Linked DNA regions of Mus musculus: region 1 is linked to region 2. A link is a contact called in public Hi-C data. All regions are on one chromosome and are shown on one strand. The core of a region is the stretch at or near the end of the contact, and the rest is flanking DNA. Distances in the headings are between cores, read along the strand shown. Region 1 overlaps Vav3 (vav 3 oncogene). Region 2 has its middle 90 kb from the start of Vav3.

What was found. A called contact is a pair of places that touch in the nucleus more often than the background predicts.
Region 1: a Hi-C map of bone marrow-derived macrophages shows a contact between it and region 2, with 24 read pairs. The contact joins two enhancer-like sites. A contact is called at or near these places in 2 of 484 Hi-C or Micro-C datasets (bone marrow-derived macrophages and peritoneal macrophages).

The regions. Positions count from the first base shown.
Region 1 is chr3:109,415,502-109,422,243 of GRCm38.p6, reverse strand. The region is part of intron 1 of Vav3 (vav 3 oncogene); the gene reads right to left. Among named protein-coding and RNA genes, the nearest start is that of Vav3, 78 kb to the right of the region's middle. Within about 2 kb of position 2,728, at least 5 of the 459 cell types and tissues checked have an H3K27ac peak or open chromatin away from gene starts, as enhancers often do. A contact at or near this core is called in bone marrow-derived macrophages, where this site is marked.
Region 2 is chr3:109,247,623-109,253,783 of GRCm38.p6, reverse strand. No RefSeq gene overlaps it. Among named protein-coding and RNA genes, the nearest start is that of Vav3, 90 kb to the left of the region's middle. Within about 2 kb of position 4,308, at least 34 of the 459 cell types and tissues checked have an H3K27ac peak or open chromatin away from gene starts, as enhancers often do. A contact at or near this core is called in bone marrow-derived macrophages, where this site is marked.

The DNA of each region.
Region 1 (6,742 bases), core at 1,479-3,978, 170 kb before region 2:
ACTGCCGTGACATACATTTTAAATTTTTAGTACTTAATGTCAAAACTTTATTTTTTCCAATTTTTTATTAGGTATTTACTTCATTTACATTTCAAAGGCTATCCCGAAAATCCCCTATACCCTCCCCACCCCCCCGACCCCCTACCCACCCACTCCCACTTCTTGGCCCTGCTGTTTCCTCTGTATTGGGGCATATAAAGTTTGCTAGACCAAGGGGCCTCTCTTACAATGATGGCAGACTAGTTCATCTTCTGCTACAAATGCAGCTAGAGACACAAGCTCTGGGGTTACTGGTTAGTTCATATTGTTGTTCCACCTATAGGGTTGCAGACCCCTTCAGCTCCTTGGGTACTTTCTCTAGCTCCTCCATGGGGGGCCCTGTGTTCCATCCAATAGCTGACTGTGAGCATCCAATAAATGTAGTTTATTACATGTCAATCATTCCAGAATAACTTCGTGAACTTAATCTCCTGGTGGCCGGTGTGACCCTATAATCCCAACTCACATGGGAAATAGGAGTATCAGGAGTTCAGGGTTATCCTCAGCTATGCAGTGAGCTCAGGGTTAGCCTGAGCTACCTGAGACCATCTCAAAACAAAACAACAAAAACTTAATCTCCAATATGTGAGTACTATATTGATAAGTGAGTAATTATTGCTTCTTTGTTTTCATGTGTTTCCAAAGCACTGACTGTCAATATTGCATCTTGTTTTGGTTTTTAGTATTTATAAACTTGGAAAATCTCCTCTTGCTTTTTCTGCATCCAGATTCGTCATGGACTTAACTTGAGTTTTACCCTTTACAGGAAGCATTTGGAGGCTTAAATATTTCAGGAGGGGTTAAAACCACAAGGGAAGCATCGTAAAGGCTTTGAAAGGCAAACAGCAGCCAATCAGGGGATGCAGCGACTGCTGTCACTTTAAAGATTCATGAGACCTTTACTACACAGCATCACTCTGCATGTTGCTCCTCCACACAGAATCACTTATTTACAGATTAAAAGCCTTGCATTCTGCCAAGACAGGCAATAATTACTCTCTGGGGGATTATGCAATTGCTCTCTTGCAGTATTTTTTAACATAATTAAGTGAGGAGAGACTCATAGCTCACCAAGGAACAAAGCACAGTTGCAAATACCACCCTCTGAAGATGTCTCACCAAACCCACATTTTCCCCATGTGTAGGAAAAACTTGCAGCAGGTCTCTACCAAAACGCTTTGATCATGAAGTCAGAAAGGCAAGAAGCATCATTCAAAGTCGAAACAGTTGAAAACAGTCACGAAGCCTGAAAATCAGGCTTTGAATTTACTGGAGCCAATATTAACCTTCCTTAACCTTCGCAAGTTCAATTCTATTCCGATCCACAAGTGTTTGCTGGATCCCAACAAAGTCACTCGTGTGCTCTTGCTTTTCCAGCAATTCACTAGCCTGATTACTCTGTTTAATACCTGGTTTTAGCCAACTGTTTTTGAATGCCTGCAATATCATAGATACTGGAAAAGCTAAAAGGCTCTGCTTTAAGCGTTTCTAGTAATACTCCTGGGAGATCTTCATAGTGCTTCAAAATTTGGCTGAAAGCACTAGGCTCTGCATGCACTCTGGACTCCCAAGTGTTCTGCTGTGGGCAAAAACAGGAGCAGAGTGGAGGGACAGAGGAAGGGGGCTGTGGCATCATTATGGAGGTCCCAAACACAGCTGAGCCCACCAGACACCCTGCTCCTTCACGTATTCACTCCTTTGATTCTATTCAGTTTCCAGTTTAAGAAATCCAGCACAAAGGCTGAAAGAATAATATACCTACACCGTGTACTTCCACCTATTCCACACTCACAACAGCTCTGTGTGTGCTTTCGTGTGCATGGCCGTTACCGCAAAAAACATTCTGTCTGTGCTGTGAAAAGGAGGGTGCAGACAGGGGTATTCCCTCCTAAATCACTCAGCATGTGTCTCTTAGAGGTTAGAATGTTCCCCTGTGTACCAATAACATCAGGACACATAAAAAAACCACTTCTCATATTATTTTCAGACTTGATTTTAAAGAGAATTAGCAATTAATGCCTATTAGCTATTCAAATTTCTACCATTCCAACCTCAATCTCTTTTTATAACGTTTTCACCCAAGCTAAGATCTACTCCAGTGGTTTCCAAAGCAATTTATTTTTAATTTTTTTCAAAAACAATTTTATTAGATATTTTATTCATTTACATTTCAAATGCTATCCCAAAAGTTCCCTATACCCTCGCCATTCCATGCTCGCCAGCCCACCCACTCCCACTTCCTGGCCCTGGCATTCCCCTGTACTGGGGCATATAATCTTCGCAAGGCCAAGGGCCTCTCCTCTCATTGATGTTCCACAAGGCCATTCTCTGCTACATATGCAGCTAGAGATATGAGCTCTGGGGTTACTGGTTAGTTCATATTGTTGTTCCTCCTATAGGGTTGCAGACCCCTTCAACTACTTGAGTAATTTCTTTACCTCCTCCATTGGGGGCCCTGTGTTCCATCCAATAGGTGACTGTGAGCATCCACTTCTGTATTTGCCAAGCAGGGGCATAGCCTCAAAAGAGATAGCTACATCAAGGTGCTGTCAGCAAAATCTTGCTGGCATATGCAGTAGTGTTTGGGTTTGGTGGCTGTTTATGGGATGGATCCCTGGGTAGGGCAGTCTCTTGATGGTCCTTCATTCCGTCTCAGCTCCACACATTGTCTATGTAACTCCTTCCATGGGTATTTTGTGCCCAGTCATAGGAGGAACAAATTATCCACACTTTGGACTTCCTTCTTCTTGAGTTTCATGTGTTTTGTGAATTGTATCTTGGGTATTCTAACTTTCTGAGCTAATATCCACTTATCAGTGAGTGCATATCAAGTGACTTCTTTTGTGATTGGGTTACCTCACTCAGGATGATATCCTCAGATCCATCCATTTGCCTAAGAATATCATAAATTCATTGTTTTTAATAGCTGCTTAGTACTCCATTCTGTAAATGTACTACATTTTCTGTATCCATTCTTCTGTTGAAGGACAGCTGGGTTCTTTCCAGCTTATGGCTATTATAAATAAGGCTATTATGAACATAGTGGAGCTTGTGTTCTTATTACAAGTTGGAATATCTTCTGGGTATATGCCCAGGAGAGGTATTGCAGGATCCTCCAGTAGTACTATGTTAAATTTTCTGAGGAACCACCAGACTGATTTCCAGAGTGGTTGTACCAGCTTGCAATCCCAACAGCAATGGAGGAGTGTTCCTCTTTCACCACATCCTCAACAGCATCTGCTGTCACCTGAATTTTTGATCTTAGCAATTCTGACTGGTGTGAGGTGGAATCTCAGGGTTGTTTTGATTTGCATTTCCCTGATGATTAAGGATGTTGAACATTTTTCAGGTGCTTCTCAGACATTTGGTATTCCTCAGTTGAAAATTCTTAGCCGGGCGGTGGTGGTGCATGCCTTTAATGCCAGCACTTGGGAGGCAGAGGCAGGCAGATTTATGAGTTCGAGGCCAGCCTGGTCTACAAAGTGAGTTCCAGGACACCCAGGGCTATACAGAGAAACACTGTCTCAGAAAGAAAGAAAGAAAGAAAGGAAGGAAGGAAGGAAGGAAGGAAGGAAGGAAGGAAGGAAGGAAGGAAGGAAGGAAGGAAAAAAAGAAAAAAAGAAAAGAAAAAGAAAATTCTTTGTTTAGCTCTGTACCTCATTTTTAATAGGGTTATTTGATTTTCTGGAGTCCAGATTCTTGAGTTATTTGTGTATATTGGATATTAGTCCCCTATCTGATTTAGGATTGGTGAAGATCCTTTCCCAATCTGTTGGTGGCCTTTTTGTCTTATTGACAGTGTCTTTTGCCTTACAAAAGCTTTGCAATTTTATGAGGTCCCATTTGTTAATTCTCAATCTTACAGCACAAGCCAATGCTGTTCTGTTCAGGAATTTTCCCCTGTGCCCATATCTTTGAGGCTTTTCTCCACTTTCTCCTCTATAAGTTTCAGTGTCTCTGGTTTTATGTGGAGTTCCTTGATCCACTTAGACTTGGGCTTTGTACAAGGAGATAAGAGTGGATAAATTTGAATTCTTCTACAGGATAACTGCCAGTTGTGCCAGCACCATTTGTTGAAAATGCTGGCTTTTTCCCTCTGGATGGATTTAGCTCCTTTGTCAAAGATCAAGTGACCATAGGTGTGTGGGTTCATTTCTGGGTCTTCAATTCTATTCCATTGATCTAACTGTTGGTCGCTGTACCAGTACCATGCAGTGTTTTTTTTAATCACAATTGCTCTGTAGTACAGCTTTAGGTCAGGCATGGTGACTCCAACAGAGGTTCTTTTATCCTTGAGAAGAGTTTTTGCTATCCTAGGTTTTTTGTTATTCCAGATGAATTTGCAAATTTCTCTTTCTTACTCAGTGAAAAATTGAGCTGAAATTTTGATGGGGATTGCATTGAATCTGTAGATTGCTTTTGGCAAGATAGCCATTTTTACAATGTTGATCCTGCCAATCCATGAGCATGGGAGATCTTTCCATCTTCTGAGATCTTCTTAGATTTCTTTCTTCAGAGACTTGAAGTTCTTATCATACAGATCTTTCACTTCCTTAGTTAGAGTCATGCCAAGGTATTTTATATTATTTGTGACTATTGTAAAGAGTGTTGTTTCCCTAATTTCTTTCTCAGCCCGTTTATCCGTTGTGTACAGAAAGGCCATTGACTTGTTGGAGTTAATTTTATATCCAGCTACTTCACCGAAGCTGTTTACCAGGTTTATGAGTTCTCTGGTGGAATTTTGAGGGTCACTTATATATACTATCATATCATCTGCAAATAGTGATATTTTGACTTCTTCCTTTCCAATTTGTATCCCCTTGATCTCTGTTTGTTGTCAAAGTGCTCTGGCTAGGACTTCAAGTACTATATTGAATAGGTAGGGAGAAAGTGGGCAGCCTTGTCTAGTCCCTGATTTTAGTGGGATTGCTTCAAGTTTCTCTCCATTTAGTTTGATGTTGGCTACTGGTTTGCTGTATATTTCTTTTATTATGTTTAGATATGGTTCCTGATCTTTCCAGGACTTTTATCATGAATGGGTGTTGCATTTTGTCAGATGTTTTCTCAGCATCTAAGGAGATGATCATGTGGTTTTTGTCTTTGAGTTTGTTTATATAGTGGATTATTTTGATGCATTTGTGTATATTAAACCATTCCTGCATACCTGAGATGAAGCCTACTTGATCATGAAGGATGATCATTTTGATGTGTTCTTGGATTTGGTTTAGGAGAATTTTATTGAGTATTTTTGCATCAATATTCATAGGGGAAATTGGTCTGAAGTTCTCTTTCTGTGTTGGGTCTCTAGGTGGTTTAGGTATGAGAGCAATTGTGGCTTCATAGAATAAATTGGGTAGAGTATCTTCTGTTTCTATTTTGTGGAATAGTTTGAGGAGAATTGGAATTAGGTCTTCTTTGAAAGTCTGATAGAACTCTGCGCTAAACCCATCTGGTCCTGGGCTTTTTTTGATTGGGAGACTATAAATGACTGCTTTTATTTCTTTAGGGGAACAGGACTGTTTAGATCATTAATCTGATCCTGATTTAACTTTAGTACCTGGTATCTGTCTAGGAAATTGTCCATTTCATCCAGGTTTTCCAGTTTTGTTGATTATAGCCTTTTGTAGTAGGATCTGATGATGTTTTGGATATCCTCAATTTCTGTTGTTATGTCTCCTTTTTCATTTCTGATTTTGTTAATTAGGATAATGACCCTGTATCCTCTAGTTAGTCTGGCTAAGCATTTATCTATCTTCTTGATTTTCTCAAAGAACCAGCTCCTGGTTTGGTTGATTCTTTGTATAGTTCCTTTTGCTACAGCTTGGTTGATTTCAGCCCTAAGTTTGATTATTTCCTGCCCTCTACTCCCCTTGGGTGAATATGCTGCCTTTTGTCCTAGAGCTTTTAGGTTTCCTGTCAAGCTGCTAGTGTGTGCTCTCTCTAGTTTCTTTTTGGCAGCACTCAGAGCTATGAGTTTTCCTCTTAGGAATGCTTTCATTGTGTCCTATAATTTTGGGTATGTTGTGGCTTCATTTTCATTAATCTCTAAAAAGTCTTTAATCTCTTTCTTTATATCTTCCTTGAACCAAGTTATCATTGAGTAGAGTGTTGTTCAGCTTCCACATCAACATTGGCTTTCTATTATTTATGTTGTTATTGAAGATCAGCCTTAGTCTGTGGTGATCTGATAGGATGCATAGGATAATTTCAATATTTTTATATATGTTGAGGCTTGTTTTGTGACCAATTATATGGTCAATTTTGGAGTAGGTAACATGAGGTATTGAGAAGAAGGTATATCCTTTTGTTTTAGGATAAAATGTTCTGTAGATATCTGTTAAATCCATTTGTTTCATAACTTCTGTTAGTTTCATTGTGTCTCTGTTTAGTTTCTAATTCCAGGATCTATTCTGGATTGATGAGAGTAGGGTATTGAAGTCTTCCACTATTATTGTGTGAGGTGCAATGTGTGCTTTGAGCTTTACTAAAGTTTCCTTAATGAATGTGGATGTCCTTGCATTTGGAGCATAGATATTCAGAATTAAGAATTCATCTTGGAAGATTTTACCTTTGATGAGTATGAAGTGCCCCTCCTTGTCTTTTTTGATAACTTTGGGTTGGAAGTCAATTTATTCAATATTAGAATGGTTACTCCAGCTTGTTTCTTCAGACCATTTGCTTGGAAAATTGTTTTCCAGCCTTT
Region 2 (6,161 bases), core at 3,059-5,558:
TTTTGCATACTTGTTATGGGAGTAGGTAAGGCTCACATGCTGTGAAGGTAAAATTCTACCGGACATACATACACAAAATACACATGGGGAGTGGTACTCATAAGCAAGCTAGCAGAGAGCTGGTGGTTATGGGAGTTGCATGATGGACCCATAAGAACTCATGTTCTTGTCTTCTTAAAATTTTAACTATGTGTTTTTAAATTTTCCACAAAACAGGTCATGTTGGGCTGGAGAGATGGCTCAGTGGTTAAGAGCACCGCCGACTGCTCTTCTGAAGGTCATGAGTTCAAATCCCAGCAAACACATGATGGCTCACAGCCATTCATAATGAAATCTGATGCTCTCTTGTGGTGTGTCTGAAGACAGCTACAGTGTTCTTACATATAATAAATAAATAAATCTTAAAAAAAAAAAAAACAGGTCATGTTGCTCTCACTGATGGCAGGTTTTGCTCCTCCCTCTACTGTTTGCTTTACAAACTCCTCTCCAGGTTTCCTTTGTGCTCTTTGTCTGGGAAGCCAGAAACTCTGCTCTCTGTGATTTTCTGTGCTTCTATGAAAAGTGGATGCCTGGTCTCTGAGAGGAAGGGTGGTAGCATCCAGGCTGAGGCCTGGGAAACTAGGGGTTGCTGAAGGAGAGAGAAAATCTACAAAGTATCCCCCTCCACTGAAACATGGTACTGGGTCCACTTCATGGGGTCAGCTCACCTGCACTAGATGGCTCCTGGCCCCCAAAGGGTACCCAGACCCTAAAGCAGCAGACTCTAACACAGCATCACTCCAAGTAGCATCAGCTGAACACCCAGCTGAAGCCACAGCACAGGGCTCAGCTCAGGGAAAATCAGGCTGAAGATACAATAGCCTCTGAGTGCCATCTTCCTGAGCTAAAGTATAAATATCTCTAAAGATGGAAGACTATTGACTGACTTGGGTATAAATGGGTCATTTCAACAACTTTAACTAAATGAAGAAGCCAGAGATCCACAGCCAAACACCAGGCAGAGCTTGGGAGTCATGCAGAAGAGTAGGGGATAGGATTAAGTAGCTGGAGGGTTCAAAGACACCACAAGATAACAGAGTCAACTTACCTGGGCCCATGAGCCACCAGCCAAAGAACATGGCTGGACCTAGGCCCCCTACACATCTGTAGCAGATGTGCAGCTTGGTCTTCATGTGGGTCTCCTAACAATTGGATCAGGAGGGTTGCCTGCTACTGGATACCCTCCCCCTAGCTGGCCTGCCTACTCGGGCTTCAGTGGGGTAAGATGTGCATAGTTTTTCTGCGACTTGATATTCCAGGGCAGGGTGGTACCCAAGAGGAGCTTCCTCTTCTCTGAGGGGGTAACTTGGGGGGAGGGGTTATAAGGGTGAGATTAGGAGGAGAGGAAGGAGGGGGCTACAACTGGGATATAAAGTGAGTGAATACTTTAAATATATAAATACATACATGCATACATACATGCATGCAGAGAGAGAGAGAGAGATGAAAAAGACAAATTCTACAAGCACTGTTGCTCAGCACTGCCTCTCTCTGCCTTGGAGAGCAGATAAAATGGAGATCTTATGTGGTTACTTTCTTCTTAGAGCCAGTTTTTAACGAGCAAAGCAAAGCTGTGCTTTCTATAGAATAGCAAGACCATCAAGATATGTGCTGTTAATGGGCTGTTTTTCAGCACTCATAAAGATACATCAATAAAGTGGAGCACAGTGAGAAAGAGAAATGCCCTGTTCCCTCTTTGAAACACTGAAAATCACAAGGCCCTTTAGCCTGATTACATTACAGTGGGGGAGGGGAGTTGTGAGGAAGTAAGTTGGATGCTCTGGGCTGTGCTATGCCTTATCCTCCTGAAGCCCTGCCTCCTCCCACTTCTTTTCCTTCTTAACAGCTGACCCAAAGGGCCTAAACTTAGCAAGGGCGAGGTGTAGGAAACTAGATAGTGCATTCTCCAGTTGGATAGGAAGTACTGGGCTCAATGTGTTTAAGGTTAAGATTAATTCCATACTTCCTCTGAATCTATTTTAAAAACACAGCAAAGGATGGCATATGTTGTCTTCTAACAAAAATGACACATGATCAAAGGGTAAACATGAGCTGCGTGTCAGACCTCTGACTCCTGCCCTCGACCCGTGCCTACGGAATCAGGAAAGGTATTTTACCATCTCCGTTAAAATGCGGTTGCTTCTGTTTATTGAGAGACTTCTGTAGTGAGGCAGCCAGAGGAATCACGGATCGAGCATGGCCGAACTGAGAGGAGTCAGGACATAGGAAAAGCCCAGGAGCTCTGTTGCTAAATGTCTCTCACTGCAAAGGAGACTATGAGCTACAAGTCTGAACCTTGATGCCTGAAACCAGAACTCTACCTGCTGCCTGGGTGGGAGAATCAAGTTTTCTCATTTTCAGTGACCATCCTCATTAATGTTGGCTGGTTATCATTCCCTGGGCTCTGCAAACAGGAGCTTCCATTCTATAGACCCACTCATTAGGACTGATTTAATTGAATTGAAGAAGAAAAAGTACTGGCTGCCAGGAAGCCAGGATTGAGACTCCTGGAGATCCTAGTTTCCTGGTGAATTCCAAGTGTGGCTTTCTCTAGCAGCAAGGTACAGACGATGAATTAACACAGTCCCTGCATCACTCTGTGTCTCTTCCAGTGTCCCCAACCATCTTCCACACATCACCTCAAAGAAGGTTGATGTCTCCCTAAGCTATTGTCCCTTTGAGGTTTGTTTGGATGCTGGTTTGATGATCCACAGGCATGGGAGAAGTTGAAACTAACTCATAATCTCTTGTGTATAGAGAAAATCATCTCAGAGGTTCACAGGTCACAGAGCCTAACAATTCTACATTCTAATTGGTACCCCGGGAGTTCTTTTAAGCAGGATGGTGGGGGGATGGCAGCATCTGGGTAGAAAGCAGTATGTCTTTGAACTGGGTACAACAGTTAAAGCCATTCCTGGTCATGCCTTTTCTCACTGTTCAGATACTTCTAGTATTCTTAAACCAAGTTGGGCTTTCTGCTCTGAGCACCAAGGATGTTAATCTCAAGTGCTGAGAAAGACCCCAAAGATCTACTCTTGGGGAGATTAGGACCCAGTAGAGGGAGGTGGGCCATGGCCATGAAACCGAGTGACTAGAATTAAAGTGTCATAAAGAAAGTAAAGAAGGCAACACATTTCACAACTTCCAGGAAGATCTATTGGACCAGATATAGAAGGAAGACTAAGACCATGCAGGACCATGAATGTTCCTGGTGGGGAACAAATTCAAAGGCTATGAGGCAATAGCAAGCATGGCAAGTCTAAGAAACAACAAGGAGGTCAGAGGGTGGGCACACAGAGAGCACTGAGGACCGGCTGTCAGACCCAGGCAGGGCCAAACTCTGCAGGGCCTCCTGGTGCAAAGCTGGACTCATTCTGGTGTCTTGGGTTTGATATTGTCCTCCACGTGCTGGAGGAACAATGGTGGGCAGAAGGCCTTAAGCAGGAGATGGCATGCTCTCACTCTAAGGGGGAGGGAGGGGAGCCAAAGTTATGAGAGAGCAGTTGACAAATGATTGTGGCACAGCAAAGATGTTAATGAGTGACAGCCCTCCTGTGTCTTGCTCATGCTCCAAGCACTGTACCGAGCTCTCTGTAGGCAGGACTTCATTCATTTTCCCTAATACACCTTTAAGAAGTTGAGACTAAATGGCCACAAAGGGTAGAACAGGCAACCAGAGGAATTCACCACTGTGGAACTTCTGCAATGAAGTCTACATAAGTAAGGGATGGAGCCATTTAACACAATGAGACACTTCCTTTTCATGTATCTCTATGCTTCTGAGGCAGTCCTAGAATTGAAATGATTTGTTCCGGCAGTTCTGGTTTAATTTTCTATTTTATTATGAGGGTATGTGAAGGAGGTTTTAGGGGCAAACACCAATGGGAAATGTGAAGTAGCAAAGGGGGAGGGGGAGAATGCTCCTGTTGCCTCTCCTCTTAGTTAGGGTTTCTATGGCTGAGATAAAACACCAGGACCAAAGCAGAATGGGGAGGAAAGCATTGATTTGGCTTGCATACCCTGAGTCACAGTCCACTTAGGGACTCCAAAGCAGGAACTCAATCAGGGCAAGAACTTGGAGACAGAAGCCAATCCAGAGCCATGGAGTAGTGTTCTTACTGACTTGCTACCTCGTGGTTTGCTCAGCCTGCTTTCTTATAGCATCCAAGGTCATCCATCCAGTGAGCTGGGCCCTTCCATTAATTATCAACCAAAATAATACAACACAGCCTTTGCCCACAGGCAAGTTTCTCAGCTGAGCTTCCCTCTTGCAAAATGACTCTAGTTTGTATTGTTGACCTAGAACTTGCCAGTACACTTGACATAACAAAGCAATACACCATTGTTTCAATAACTTCCTTTTTTGTTCACCTCTAAGATTTCATATTAATAAATGTCACAAATAGAAAACACATTACAGATTTTAAAATCCTATAGTCTTTACAAATTCAAATACTTTAAAACTTCAGGCACTAAAAATCCAAAGACTCTATAAATAAACTCCAAACCTTCCAAAGCCTTTGAGTTGGGGGACTTGGGAGAAAAAGAATCTTGTCCCTAGGGGAGAGCTGGGTTTCAATAGGGTAAGGAAGAGGAACAAATGATCTGTGACCAACAAGAGTGGGAGAGGGTGGGTCTCGTGAATGGGGATTCCAGAGGACCTGCTGAAATGGCTGGCAGAGAGCTCAGAAGTGGGAGGATGAGTCAGGCATGGAAATGAAGGAAACAATCTGGGAGTGAGAGTCCACAGAAGGATGTGAGCTCACTTGGCTTTCATTTGGGGGTTGGGGGGAAGTGGCCAAGTATGGCAGGGATGGAAAGCAGGAAACTAAGCAGGCTTAAGGATCCAGACAGGACTTGAGCCTGGAAGTGGCTCTCTGCCCCAGTGACAATTGCAGGTGCTGTGAAAACCTCTGCTAGAGTTCCTTACCCTTCTGTCATTTATCAGACACTAGCTCTTTACATAAGTGAGACACACATAATTTATATGCCTGCAGCCATCAGATATTCTAGAACTTGCCCACAAACATAACTTATTCGTTTCAAAGCCGAGTTTTTAGTCAAATTCTTCCCAAGGCTTTCCAGATCTCCCTGCTCTCTAGATCCAAATTGATGAGTAGGCTCATCAAAGGACATGAGCCTAAACTTAACTTGGAAACGATTACCAACTAAATATGTTAACAGACAGCAATGAGGCAGAATAGAACGGTACACTGGTGAGAAGTTTTCTGTTTCTCTAAGGCATCAATCTGTGCAGAATGACTTTTGCTAACTATTTCCAGAAAATTCAGAGACTCATGTAATAAGGATTGGGGGCTAATACTGAAAATCTTTTGATATTGATTATCTGCCTTAAAAAAAACCAAACAAACAAAAAACCCAACTATGAGTATATGAGTGTAGCAGTTCTTTGAATCTTTTTAAAACTTCTGAGGAAAAAAAAAAGATATCTTCTCTGCCAGCCCACCTTAAGGTTAGCAGAGTCCCTGGGAACTGCACTACAACATGGATGAGGGATACGCCTCAAAGACAGAAGCCATTGCAAGGAAGGCTTCCCACACTCTTTCTGTTCTGACCAACAGCACACACTCTCTCAGCACTCACACAATCTCTGTATGGTTTCTGTCCTTACATTAGCTCTCACCACACATAGGAAACATTCAGACAGGAGCAGTCACTCACCTTAGAACCCCAAGCACATGCAGCACACATACAGAGTGCCTTTCTGTTTCTTTGACTTCACTTCATCTTAAAATTCTGGCTATTCTCTGCTTTCTCTCTCTAGAGTAGGATTAAGGGGTGTTCCAAAGGAAATGGAGGACTATTCTGATGAAAACTTTGGGAAATAATAATTAGGTCAAATAAGGGAAGGAAATAAATACTTACTGATGCCCACTATATGTCAGGAAAACTCCAGGCAGCCTCTCTTCTGCATCTCACACACTCCTTTGAGCCCTCCACTCCTAAAGCTTGCTTCCCATTCATGCACCCACTAAGACTCTACATTAAAAACTTGACTGAGCTTGAACAAATGATGTGAGTTAATTGTATGTTAATTGTATGTTATTATAAAGATGACAAAATACATCCTGAAATAGTATAGCACCAAGTCTGGCAATGTC